Linked DNA regions of Mus musculus: region 1 is linked to region 2. The links are chromatin contacts, called in public promoter capture Hi-C maps. All regions are on one chromosome and are shown on one strand. Each heading gives the region's core, a stretch centred on a gene start, on an enhancer-like site or on the middle of the called end of the contact. The rest is flanking DNA. Distances are from core to core; before and after follow the strand shown.

The links. Promoter capture Hi-C pulls out the DNA fragments that hold promoters and counts their contacts.
Region 1: a contact with region 2 is called in a promoter capture Hi-C map of liver, with 2.6 times the contacts expected there. The contact joins the enhancer-like site here to the promoter of Tmx2 in region 2. A contact is called at or near these places in 3 of 39 promoter capture datasets (the 3T3-L1 cell line and liver), 3 of 115 datasets of contacts at active chromatin or transcription factors (bone marrow-derived macrophages and pro-B cells) and 2 of 9 other capture datasets (adipose tissue and macrophages).

Annotation. Positions count from the first base shown.
Region 1 is chr2:84,018,732-84,025,337 of GRCm38.p6, reverse strand. No RefSeq gene overlaps it. Among named protein-coding and RNA genes, the nearest start is that of Zswim2, 81 kb to the right of the region's middle. Within about 2 kb of position 2,132, at least 42 of the 459 cell types and tissues checked have an H3K27ac peak or open chromatin away from gene starts, as enhancers often do. A contact at or near this core is called in adipose tissue and macrophages, where this site is marked.
Region 2 is chr2:84,673,828-84,680,538 of GRCm38.p6, reverse strand. Tmx2 (thioredoxin-related transmembrane protein 2) reads left to right here and starts at 1,711. Exons shown (of 9, transcript NM_025868.4): 1 at 1,711-1,896; 2 at 2,365-2,688; 3 at 4,382-4,442; 4 at 4,681-4,794; 5 at 5,058-5,134. The coding sequence starts at 2,500. It overlaps Med19 (mediator complex subunit 19), which reads right to left and starts at 2,137. Exons shown (of 5, transcript NM_025885.3): 1 at 1,878-2,137. The coding sequence starts at 2,094.

The DNA.
Region 1 (6,606 bases), core at 883-3,382, 660 kb after region 2:
ACATCGGTAGAGAAAGTCCCTCCACAAATTTTGACTCACATGACATTTTAACAGCTGCTATTCTTCATGATTACTATTTCTCTCACACTGACATGAGTAGAAGGACAGACTGTGAAAGAAAACTCAGTTTGGTAAGAAAATTTTCATGAGAATTGGCATTAGAAAATGAAAGATTTATTCTGATTTAATAAACCCTAACTTGGGTACTTAAATATTCTCGTGCAATTTTTTTCTCTCTGTGGATTATGCTATGGAGAAAATAGGATAAAGTGTCTGAAAGAGCCTGGCCCCTCATAACTGTTCAACAAATGCTACTTCTTTTGACTTCTCTTCCTTTTCCATAATAACTGCCTAACCTGCTTGATGGCTGCTATTAAAATAGGAAGAACTTGATCGAAGAAAAGTCTACTTTAACAGCACAGCTTTGCTCACAGATCCTTGATTACATTCACTTTGCTCGCCAATATCAGTCTTACTTTTACAGAACATTTATGCATTCAGAGATCTGGGAGGAGGATACGAGTGATTTTTTTCCAAAAGTATTGTGTTTGTTTGCATTATACATATGTGCTTATGCGGGTGTGTGCACTTCTGTGGGGGGTCTAAATGCATGTGTGTGCATGTGCACGTGGTGACCGGAAGCCAACATAAAGTGTATTCCTTGATTGTTATCCGATTTACTTTTTGAGATAAGGTCTCTCACTGGACCTGTTGTTCATGGATAGAGCTAAGCTGACTAACCAGAGGGCTACATTGACCCTTGTGGCTCCCTCCATTCCAAACCCTAAGAGCAGGATTGCAGACACATACTCTCATATCTGACATTGTGTGGGTGCTAGATGGAGAGCCAAACTTAGGATTCATGCTTGTGAAGGAAGCGTTTACCAACTGAGCAACCTCCCTAGCTCTCAACCTCAATCTTGTTTTGTTTTTTGTTTTGTTTTGTTTTGTTTTGTTTTGTTTTGTTTTGTTTTGTTTTGTTTTGTTTTGTTTGGAGCACTTCTATGCCTGGAATTCAAAAAGGGTGACACATTGTTATGTAAACATTGCTTACTAAAGACTTAATGGATGTGAAAAAGAATGAATGTGCTTAGTACATTGAATTACACACATTCCTATAGATATTCTTAAAATCTAAGAAAATCTATTTGGTTGAATCTTCCACTTCATATCCTTTCCTTTGGTTTAATTTGAATAGATTTATCAGAAGTGGAGCCTCTAGTTTCAAATCAAGAGACATCATTAATGGAATGAAATTTTGCACACCAATCTAAAAACACAGTAATAGTCATTAATTTTTCAACTTGTCAGTAGCAACTGTGTTAATGTAATAGTGCCTAAGATATCTAATGTTTGTCTTAACGCTATCACAACAGTTTTCTATGAAAACCTTTATCTTTAGTAACTTCATGAATGGACTCACAGTATCTGTTGTTTCAGGATTCTTGTTGCCATTGTTTGGCTCCTTCTGGTGTAAGTCTTTAGAAATGCAGTGCCTCATGACTGTGTGTAAAAGTTTTTAATCTCATGTGAAATCTCTTCCTTGAGGGAGACTGTGGAGGAGGAGGAGGAGGAGGAGGAGAGAAAGAGGAGTGGGGAAGAGGTGACTCCAAGTAGACTGAGCAATCATAAAACGTAATGTCTTTGGATCCACAAGAACATGGACTAATGTTCCTGTGGACCATAACAAACACTGTCTAACAAAGTGTTCACTGAGCTTGCAAGGGCACCAAGTCCTTAGGATGCTGAAACATCTGCTCCATAGTTCACAGAAAAGCTAGGCTAAGTGGACTGAGGAAATCAGATGTGTCCTTAGTGAATTGTATAGGAGGACCATGTGTTTTCTTGATACCCAGTACTGTGATGAATGAAACATCTGTGAAATCTTACACCGGCAGCTAAGTTTGAGATCCTTTTCTGAAATAAAAGATAGGTGCATCCATTTTTATCTGTTATGAGACTCCTGCAAGCTACTGGAAGATTTTTCACATGATCTGACAGCTGCTAGCTACAAACAAATACAGGAGCCCAGAGAAAAGCAAAGCCTTCCTCAACATCAGGGTAAGAACAGCAGGTTACCAGCAGAACTCAAGCTTCTCAGGGTTGGAGTGGGAAGAGGAAATGATGTACCCTTGACCTGCACCCACAAACTCAGAGCTCCAGTATAAGCACCCCACCCACACACAGCTGCATGGCCCAATTTTAAGCATGTGATCTTGAGAGGGAAAAGCTGGGAAAAAGAAACAGAGTGATTGCATAATTCCCCAAGTTTTTGCCAAAGTGCTCTACAGCTTAGCACTAGACACTCTCAGTCTGGTTCTAGACAGGCCAAAGTGCTTCCCTTGATCTCTACAAGGCCATAGGGAGGGCAGCGCTAGCAGGCAAATGACTCTCCTGGGCCGCTCAGACTCAAGTTCAGCAGTTTTGTAACATCTGGATGCAGCAAAGACCCTTTGTTGCTTGTGCAGCATCAGACCAACATAAAGTAAAATGAACTAAGTAACATGTTAGTAAGCCTTTTGATTGTTCACTATTCTCTTCCCACGTAGAAATGGTTTGTTTTCAATCAAGCTCAGCTAATAGTCTTCTCTCTTATATTGCATCTTTTCAAAAAAAATAATTAGCTGAGGAAAAGCATTAAACTATACTTAGTCAATGGGAAACTCTTATAAATATGGCCTTAAATAAGAAAATATTCATTTCACCTGCATTGGAGAATGATAAAATCCTGAGGTCAACATAAATGTTGTCATAATAAAATTAATGAGGATGTCATTATATCTATGGGGATAAAGATACCTCTTTGTTTCATATTATCCCCTGTGGCATGCATATGTATATATGCATATATATATGTGTGTATATATATACACACATATATATATACATATGAATAGCTTCAAATATTTAGTATTTTTCTAAAGCTGGTTTTGAAGTTGTCACCTTTAAACAAATAAAGATATGGGAGTAGATGGTAAAAAACAACAGGAAGAGCGAGGCCCAGGGTGCAGCTCAGGGGTGGAACACTTGATTAGCATGAACAAGACTGTACCCAAGACCACAACCCGGACTGAAGGTTGAAATGGAAAGAGGAGAAAGAAGAAAGTAATGAGCACACTTCCTTTCTTGGTATCCAAGAGCCCATAGTAATGCTCCTGAAAGGAGGCCAACCTCCCACTGATGAAGATAAAATGAGCACTCGGGTATTTGGTGTATGGCTCATGAGTACATAATCAGTGTGTGACTATGACAGCTCTATTTGGTCCCTAGAGAGATACTGAAGGGACTCTGGCCAGCTCTAGTGTGGTGAGTGTGGCTATGGCAGGCCTTACCCTTCTCTATCATTCCTTCTGCCTTCTTAAAAACCATTAGATTACATTCATTAAGCTAGCCACCAAGACCTATTTACTCCCTTCTTTAGCTACTTCCTCTTCCTGACGCTGACTACTAAGGTTGAGTTCTCAAAGTATTAAAGTTCAGCAATCAAAAGCCCCCTTTGGCTCACCTAAGTAACATTCCAAATTAAAATTAAACACCTCATCCTCACATGGTGTTTCCCCTTGTACCTTTATAAACCTCCATTTTCTAATGTGCCACACCCATCTCCTCTCTATCCAGAAGAAGCCCTTTGTCCTTTGGAACAAATATCCCTTCCCTCATTCCCTTGTTCCTTCCTCTTCTCCCTTGACCTCTATCTCCTGACTTTGTCTCTTATTCCCTACCCTCTGTCCTTCTGGGGTAAATAAATCTCCTTTGTGCTTGGTCTTAGGACTCATGAGCTGATACTTTTCTTTAGAGAAACTACACATCTTGGGTTTCTACTGCTATAATAAACCAAGAAACAAAATCAACTTAGTGGGGTAAAAGGTTTCTTTCCTCCGCCTTCAACTTATAGTCATCAAAGGAAGTCAGGGGAAGAACTCAAGGCAGGAAACTGAAGGCAGGGACCGAAGCAGAAGCCATGGAGAAATGATGCTAATTGGTTTGCTTGCATGGATTGCTCAGCCATTCTTTCTATACAAACAAGGATTACATGCCTAGAGTGGCTCCACCCACAATGACCTGGACTCTCCATATCAATCATTAATCAAAAAAAAAAAAATGCCCCATAGACTTCTGGTTGGTACAGATCAATCAGATGGAGGTATTTTCTCAATTGACGTTCTCTCTTTCCAGATGTCTTTGACTTATGTCAAGTTGACAAAACAACACATGCACACATACACACACACACAATTAGACATGTGGAGATTATATTTTGCCCAGGTAAGGATGTAACATACCCCAAAGGAAGGTGGTCTTTAAGGACTAAGGAGATTAGTGCCTTTGGTAAAGTGCTTGACTTGCAAGTATGAGGACCCAAGTTCAAGTCCTGGAACTCACATACAAATGCAGAGCATAGTAGTATTTATTTATAAGCTCAGCTCTGGGGACACAGCAACTGGAGGATCCCTAGGACTTCCAGTCAGCCAGGCTAACACCATTGGTGAGCTCCGGTTAAAACTCCATAAGGGAGGTGAGCATCAATTTTGAAAACGACAGCCAAGTCATTTTTAATCTTTCCAATAGAAAGGATTAGAAAAGCATCATTCATACTTCAGCAAATCATAAAACTATATTGACAGGTAACTCTGGAATATACCTACTATGACTCAAATAACAAAGTTGAACAAGATGAATATCCTTAAGGCAGCACGAACTACTCTGAGGAAAGCAAGCACCATTTTTTAATTCATTACACAAGCATAACCACAACATGGAAATCCCCTTTCTATTATTGAAATATCTGTTCTTTATTATATAAAACATAAGGGAGCAATTTTAATTATTAAGAACATTTTTACTGTATTTTTGGAGGAACCTTAGCACGTCCTATTGTTGCTGTTTTTAATTTCCCTATTATTTGTTCTTTATTGTCTCAGAACATCATTATAGAGAATTCATACATTACCTCACTATGAACTTCTAGGTACTTGATGCTAAACTCTGATTGCCTATCTTCAATTCCATGGGCAATATTATTAGCAGAATATTCTCCTAGCACAGCTCTGCCAGCCCTTAACCTGTGGACACTTTTCCTGTATTTGTGCTCAGCTGAACACAGTCAGCCACAGCTTCCTGTGTGGTGGTGATAACACATGCCAGGTTTTGTTGCTGGCTGCTAGAGTGAAGGGGAAGACAGTGCCCTTTGACCTGAGAGAAGTACAATAAAGCTTATCAGATCCTCGCCAGACATCATTAAAGGAAGTGAGTTGAGGAGGCCACCTCGGTAGGAAGCATATATTTTAGAAAGCTGTCACTGCTAATCTTCTGTGTTGTGGCATGAGACAATTGTTTCTGCAAATATCAGTCCTTCCAGACAATGACACTCTTCTAAAGGTACAGTGCAGTAGGCAGTAAGAAAAGCATACCAGGCCGTAAATTACTCTCACCAGAACAATATTCTCATGATAATTATTGGAAAACTAAGTCTGAACTCCATTAAGTAAAAAGAACAGTGACTAATGCAAAATTTTATAAACTTTAAAACAGTAGGGTCCAGTGTGCGTATGCGTGTGCGTGTAAGGGTATTTTTCCTGTATGCATGTCTGTATACCACATGTGTGCCTGGTGCCACTGGAGGTCAGAAGAGGGGACTGGCTCCCCTGGAGGAATAGATAATTTTGAGCAGCTTTATTGGTGCTGGGACTCTTCCTCTGAAAGAGCAAGAAGCTCTCTTAACTGCTGAACCATCTCTCCAGCCTTCTACTTAATTTCTAACCGCCGTTACCTTAGACAGTTTCAATCTAGTCCTACAGACTTTCAGCTTATTAAGAGAACTCCAGAATGTTTGTCTCTGTATAAAACAACTCAATCTTTGAAATGTTGACAATAAGTTCAAAATTTGTTATTTACAAACATTGAACTAGACATACAAAACAAGACTGCTGATTTTCGTTCTAGGAGCACTGTTATGCACCAGCCAGGCTAGGACAATTCCAGCAGCAATATACAACTCTCCAGTATCACATGGAGTTTGTGTTGGGAGGTAAGTTGTGTCTTCCTTTTTAAGAAGTTTTTTTATTTTCTAATATTATAGGAAAAAAATAGGATAAATAATTCCCGAAGTTCCTTGTACCCGAACTGATTCCAAGTGACATACAGAGCTCTGGACACAGGTCTGCACCTTAGGAAATAACTAAGTGCTTCTGAGGCTTGCTGACTTCTAATTGTACTCATTAAATGAGTCAAAAATATAAGAATTTGGATAGAAAATCATAACCATAAAGGGATTAATATTTGTTAAATGTATATAGAATCATGTGTCTTTCAATTCCAAAGTATAGTAGAGTATATAAGATTTCCATTAAAAAAATAAGCATTAGGATGACATCAGCAAGATAAGAATAGTAAGAATTTCTCATACCTGCTCTTTTATAGTAACGTCAAATCTCCAGTTGCATAAATGGGAAATCTGGAAACCAGTTAAGAGATTCCTATATTCCAAGCAAGTATGAGCTGGCTGCATCAAAGACAGCAAGGCACTCTGGACCCTCATCACAGTCCTTTCTGACTGACCTACATGACCAGGAGGGAGCTCTCAGCTTCTCACTTCTCTCTAGAGAG
Region 2 (6,711 bases), core at 462-2,961:
CCCTCTCTGGAGTGTCTGAAGATAGTTACAGTGTACTTACATATAATAAATAAATAAATCATATATATATGTATATAATCTTTACTTCTCATAATCCCACCATACCTTGGATATTCAGTACTTATCAACTGATCTATTAATGGTATAATTAGAACAGGTAATGCAAAAGATAAACTGCTGGAAGAAGCTGGGCATGATGGTACATACTTGAAGGTAGAGGCAAGTGGATCTCTGTGAGTTCAAGGCCAGCCTAGTCTACAATGAATTTGAGACAAGCCAGGCTTACTGAGTGAGACCATGTCTCAAAAACCCAGTAAGATGGGCTGGAGAGCTGGCTTAGTGGTTAAGTGCATCAACTGCTCTTCCAGAGGTCCTGAGTTCAATTCCCAGAAACCACCTGGTGGCTCACAAGCATCTGTAATGGGATCTGATGCCTCCTTCTGGTGTGTCCATAGAGAGCAATGGTGTAGTCATATACATATCTTTAAAAAAAACAAAAAACAACTAAAATAAGGAAAAAGAAAACTGCCTTAACAGTCATTTCTTTATGCTTCAGTTCTCAATTAAAAAATACAGACAATACCTATCTATCTAAAAGGACTATAGTAAGTATTACATATTGTTACACACTGCACTGATGTGAACTTCAAACTATTTTGCTAATAAATACTGGGATAACTGAGGTTTTTATTTCTTTTTTGAAGCAGGATCTCATGTCTCCTAGGCTGGGCTTGAACTATAGCTCCTTCTGCCTTCACCTCCTGAGTGCTGGTATGGAGTACTACAAGTTCCCCAAGACTTAACATGTCCAGAACGCCTCTTAAGTTTTAGCTCTTCAAATTTTTTCTTTCCATGCCTTCCTAGTCTCAGACTACTGTACCCTTTGTACAGGACACTCACAATTCCTCTCTCTGTGTATATTTAGTTCTTTATTTCTGTAGGCTTTACCTTTAACATGTATCCTGTATTCATTTGCTTCCCGACCACTAAGCCCTGGTCCAAACCATTCCTTTTCTGAACACTGACTGGCAACTTCTGATTATCCTATTTTCATTTTTCATGTTTCTGCTGGATATCTAAAAATCACTAAATTAGATCATTTTGCACCTATATTGAAATGACTTCAATTTGAACTTTAAACAACCTACCTTGCCTTATAAAAGCCTCTACCTATTTCCCATCACTACTGGATTTTTTCCGCTTTCCTGAGTCCAATGTGTCTTCTGCCCCTCAGATATTCTAAGCCCCGCCCCCCAAGGTCTCCTGATTTAGTTTCTTGTACCTAGTATCTCCTCTCTATCCAAACAGGGATGGCTTTGTTTATTCTTGAATGCTACCTACTCAGAAATGATTCTGTGAACGCGACGCCTTTTGCAAGGCAGGCAAGAGTTCTACCACTGAGCCACGCCCCCCACCACCACAATTTCCCCGAATAATTTTATGAAAGTAAGAATTGATTCAATTCTAATCCTTTCTTTGAACAGGTTAATCTCCGAGTCCCTGACAAGGAAGGCAACTTGCTACAAACCAACAAGTTTGTGACAGACTTTAAACTAAAATCTTAAGTGTCTCCAGAAATGTTAAATCGGGTCTCCCGAGTTCTAAACAACGGCTCACGTTTTTATAGAGTCACAAACGGCAGTCAGAGAACCCGGATCACAGAACTTCTCGCTGAAGGTTGTCCCAGATATTCACACCCAACCCAAACCCACCCCAGAAAATCAAGTTATCCCTTAGGGTTGTGAATCGCCAAAGGGCTTCTGACACTGTTGCCCACTGGCCCCGCGTAGCCCTGTTATCTCACACCTAGCGGGACAGGCTAGCCACACCCTCACCTGAACTACAATCTGAGTGGCTACTCTTGGCCTACTACTCACCTGGCAATTCCCGCATCAGGTAGAAGGGGCCACTTCCAGCCGTCGACTTATCCGCTCCTGCGGGGGCCGAGGTTGCCGTCGAGGGCGGGGCTGCGCCTGGACCACCTCCCGGAGGAGGAGGGGGTGGCGGGGGTGGCTTTCCAGGCCCAAAGCCTAGGGCGCTTGGTGGCGGTGGGGGGTCAGTCTGAGCTCCAAACAGTGCCGTGAAGTTCTCCATAGCACTCTGCGCTCCTGGTTACCCGGGATCGGGCGTTAATTACTTTGATTGGACAGTACTTTCACAGGGTACCACCCTCTTCGTCTAAGAGTGTCCCATCATTGGATACATTAAGCCCCGCCTACCATCTTCCGGCAACTTACTTCCGTCGCCTGAGAGACTGGTTAGGAAGGTGGTTCGCAGACTAATAGCCAATAAAATGACTCAGTTAGAAAAGCGACAACGATGAGGACCAATAGACTATTTAATTCATTTTCTGATCTATTATAGCATCCAATAAGAGATCTACATCCGGGTCTGGAGGCGTTGCATCTGATATTTGGTCCAATAGAAGCCTTGCTGGTGGGGGCGGAGGACGAAGATTTGGGGAGCGGGAGTGAGCCTGCGAGAGAGTAGGCAGGAAAGATGGCTGTCCTTGCGCCTCTGATTGCTTTGGTGTACTCGGTGCCGCGGCTTTCTCGATGGCTGGCCCGACCTTATTGCCTTCTGTCTGCTCTGCTTTCCATTGCTTTCCTCCTCGTGAGGAAACTGCCACCGATTTGCAATGGTCTCCCCACGCAACGCGAAGATGGCAACCCGTGTGACTTTGACTGGGTGAGCGCCCCCTGCCTTACCAGCTCTCGACCTTGACCATCCCTGCCCTGCAGGTGCATGTGAAAATCTGGGAGCAGGTTTCGGGATGTAGCCGCCTTACAGACTGAGTGCAGAGCCTAGGCCGTTATCTAGTCATAACCTCCGTGTTTAAGATGGAGAAACAGATTACAGGGTTTCCATCACAGATGAACAGTATTCTACAGTGATTCCAAGCTACCTGGGGCGCCAGTGAAGAAAAGGCCAATAGTAGAAATACCATTAAATTTTTTTTGTTTAATTTTTAACGAAGTGATCACAGTGTAGTTAGGCGATTTCCCAAGGAAACGCAGCGTTCAGAAAGTGCTGTCTAACCTTATTCAATTCTCTGATAGACTGGCAGACGAAGGTCGCTGACTCAACAAAATAAATGACTTGGATGGAAAATCGAATACTCTGGGCATAGTAACTATGCACACTATCTTCCTGCGGTGGGATAGAAAAACAGGGAAGATTACAAAAATATGAGGTGTGGGGAGGGAGGCCCCTCAACCATCTAAGAAGCAGTATGTAAGAACAATTAACATTTGCCGTAAAGGTTGTGGACATAGAGCTAATAAATACCTATACAGGTATTTATGCTAAAATAGCAATGACCAGGACTTAAGGCCTAAAGGTATTGATATAACCTTGGGCAGGCCTCACATGTTCTGGGACTCTCAAATAAGATTAACTTTGTTTACATTAAAGATACAGTACTGTTGCCAGGCTTTGTGTTGTACCCTTTTGATCCCAGCTCTCTGGAGACAGAGGCAGGTGGACTTCTTTAAGATTGATGTAAGCCTGGTCTATATAGGATTTCTAGATCCATCAGGACTACATAGTTAGACACTAACTCAAAATGAAAGAGCACAACAGATACTCTACTTATCTCAATCCCTGTACTCTAGAGTCTTTCTTTATAAATTGCAATTCAGCCAGGTACCTCTTAAGAATTGCTCTATGATTTCATTAGGCCCTCTTACGATAATAGCTTCAAATCCCACCAATATGGTATAGATGACTATGGTAAAGAAAATGAAGTGCTTATGTTTTTCAGTCTTTCTGAACTCTTTCTCCCTTAACTCACATACTTAAGACTTGAGTGCCAGCTTGACCTATGAAAAACAAAACATCATAGCCTCAGCTATATATCAAGATCCTTTCTCATAATCAAATGACAAAAAAGAAGGCCTGCACTTGAGAGGCTGAGGTGGGAGGAGCACTGAGAGTTTGAAAGAAGAACTGACTTCTGCATGTTGTCCTCTATCTTCCCCATGTATGCTGTAGCACATGCATGAGGGTGTACACACACACACACACACACACACAAACTGTCAAAGAAAGAAAACCAGTGGGGCGTGGTTATCCACCCCAATAATCCTACTGTACAGACTAAAGCAGGAGAAGTTGCCTGGGCAAGATAGTGAGACCAAGTCTCAAGGACAGAAGGAGGGATGGAGGAAAAAAAAGAGAAAACCCAAAGGCCATGGATTTGTTGAACGATACCAGCCATTTGCCAAGGGTAACCCCTTTGACTTGTTGGTACCACTACCCCCCAACCTGCTCCACTTGTGTCTCTGTCTTACTGACTCAAGCTGGGTCTCGTTTTACATTTCATAGTTTGCCCCCTGTCCCGTCAGCCCGGCTCACTGCTTTGTTGTTGTATATCTTCCAGAGAGAAGTGGAGATCCTGATGTTCCTCAGTGCCATTGTGATGATGAAGAACCGCAGATCCAGTAAGTTTTGCTGCTGTGGACTGGCTGGGGGTTGGGACTCATGCCCTGCTGAGGCTCCTTTGTAGTGTTATAGGAGGAACGGTGTATTTAGTAAACTCGATCCACATTTCATGCCGGGGGAGTTTCACCTTGGGCTTCTAGATCCTCTCCCTCCTGTTCCCACTTCAAAGAAGCCCAGGAAGAGGGCCAAAGAGTGGGAGCTTCAGCCCAGCCTGACTGTGCTCTCTCTGTGTTCCAGTCACTGTGGAGCAACATGTAGGCAACATCTTTATGTTTAGTAAAGTGGCCAACGCCATCCTTTTCTTCCGACTGGATATTCGAATGGGTCTGCTATACCTCACACTCTGCATAGGTGAGAAAATGGCTTTTATTATGCTAAGGTTCTACAATGTAATCATTTGAAATAGTAAAGTTCTTTGATAAAGGTTTGATTTTTGAGGACCAGATTCCGATCCTTATCTTGCACCTAATGAACTGTATGTGTAGCTCAGGTGGTGTTGACTTAGACAGGGTTTTAAGAGGAATATGTGCACGTATGTGTTCTTCAATGACTGAAATTGCAAATAAATCTGTAACAGGCCTTGTTATCTTTTAACATTTTCTCTCTGTGTTCAGTGTTCCTGATGACCTGCAAGCCCCCGCTGTACATGGGTCCTGAGTATATCAAGTACTTCAATGATAAAACCATTGATGTGAGTATTCTACTTTCTGTTTCTTGGTTCCTGCTTTGTGTTCTTTATTCATAAAGACAGTGCCTCAGGGTAGAAGTAAATCGCTGGGGTTGGTGATGGGTGATTGTTATCCTCATACTTGGGAGGCGGAGGAAGGATTACTGGGTAGGGTTGGTCTGGTGCCGCCTGTATTCAAACACTAAATTCTATACCCCAAGATAAGGTGGCTCCAGACTAGTGGATCCGCATGTACCAGCCTTTGTTGTATAAACCTTGCTTCCCAATTTAAACTAGCGGTTAAGTAAAATTAGCGACAGCCAATAAGGCGGGAGGTGGGGAGGGGATCGAGTTTGAGTTACCAGATTTGGGGGTCACAGGTAGGGACCACGAGGAGAAGGAGCACGTAGAAGGCAAAGAGGGAGAGGACAGGAGGTCTCTCTGAGTTATGACCAGCCCTGCCTAGGACACCAGACTGCTGGAGCAGAAAAAGCTCAGAGAATCAGCAAACAGCAAGTATTTGGGGAGCATAATTGGGGCAGTAGCCAAACTAGCATGAGAGATTTAGATTGGGGTATCCCCCAGTGATTGTGCAGAACCTGATAAATATCATATTATTTATGTCTCATTTTTTGAAGCCAGATGGACATAAGTTTAATTGTATTATTCTACATTGCTGCAAGGTTTTTTTGTTTCTTTGTTTTGTATGTTTATTTTGTTTTTTTTTGAGATAGGGTTTCTCTGGGTAGTCCTGGCTATCCTGGAACTTCCTCCATAGACCAAGCTGACCTCAAATCAGAGATCCTTTTGCCTCTGCCTACCAAATGCTGGAGTTAAAGGCCTGCCTAGTGGGTTGGTGCAGGTTTGAGGAAGTGTAGGCTACACAGTGAGTTCTAGAGCAGTTCCAGCTCTGTAGGAAACCTCTGTCTCAGGAAAGACTGCCAGGCCGGTGAGATGGGCTTCATCAAGTAAGGATGTTTGCTGCACAAGCCCTGACAGCCTGAAACTTGGTGGCTGGAACCCAGGTAGAAGTACAGTTTGAGAATCAGCTGCACAGGTTTGTCCTCTGGCCTCCTTAAGTGCACCGTGGTGCGCATACATACGCGCGCGCACACACACAAATAATAATTAAAAAATAAACTGAAAAAAAAGTCCTTGCTGCTAAGCCTCAATCTTCAGGCTAGAAGGAGAAAACTGACTGAAGCGGGCAGTGGCACACATGCCTACACTCACACAATAAATACAATCAATTCTCTTTTTTTTTTAGTTATTAAAAAAAAAAGAAAGAAAGAAAAAAAGATTGCTGGGTGGTGGTGGCGCACGCCTTTAATCCCAGCACTCACTCGCAAGGCAGAGGCAGGCAGATTTCTGAGTTCAAGGACATCCTGGTCTACAGAGTGAGTTCCAGGACAGCCAGAGCTACACAGAGAAACCCTGTCTCGAAAAACCAAATAAATACATAAACAAACAAACAAACAAACAAACAAACAAAATACAAAAAAAAAATTGATGGCCATTACAGCTGGGAAATTCCAGCTCCTGATTAATAATATTTTACAAATACTTATTTTAATTCCCCCCACCTTTTCCCCTCCCCCGAA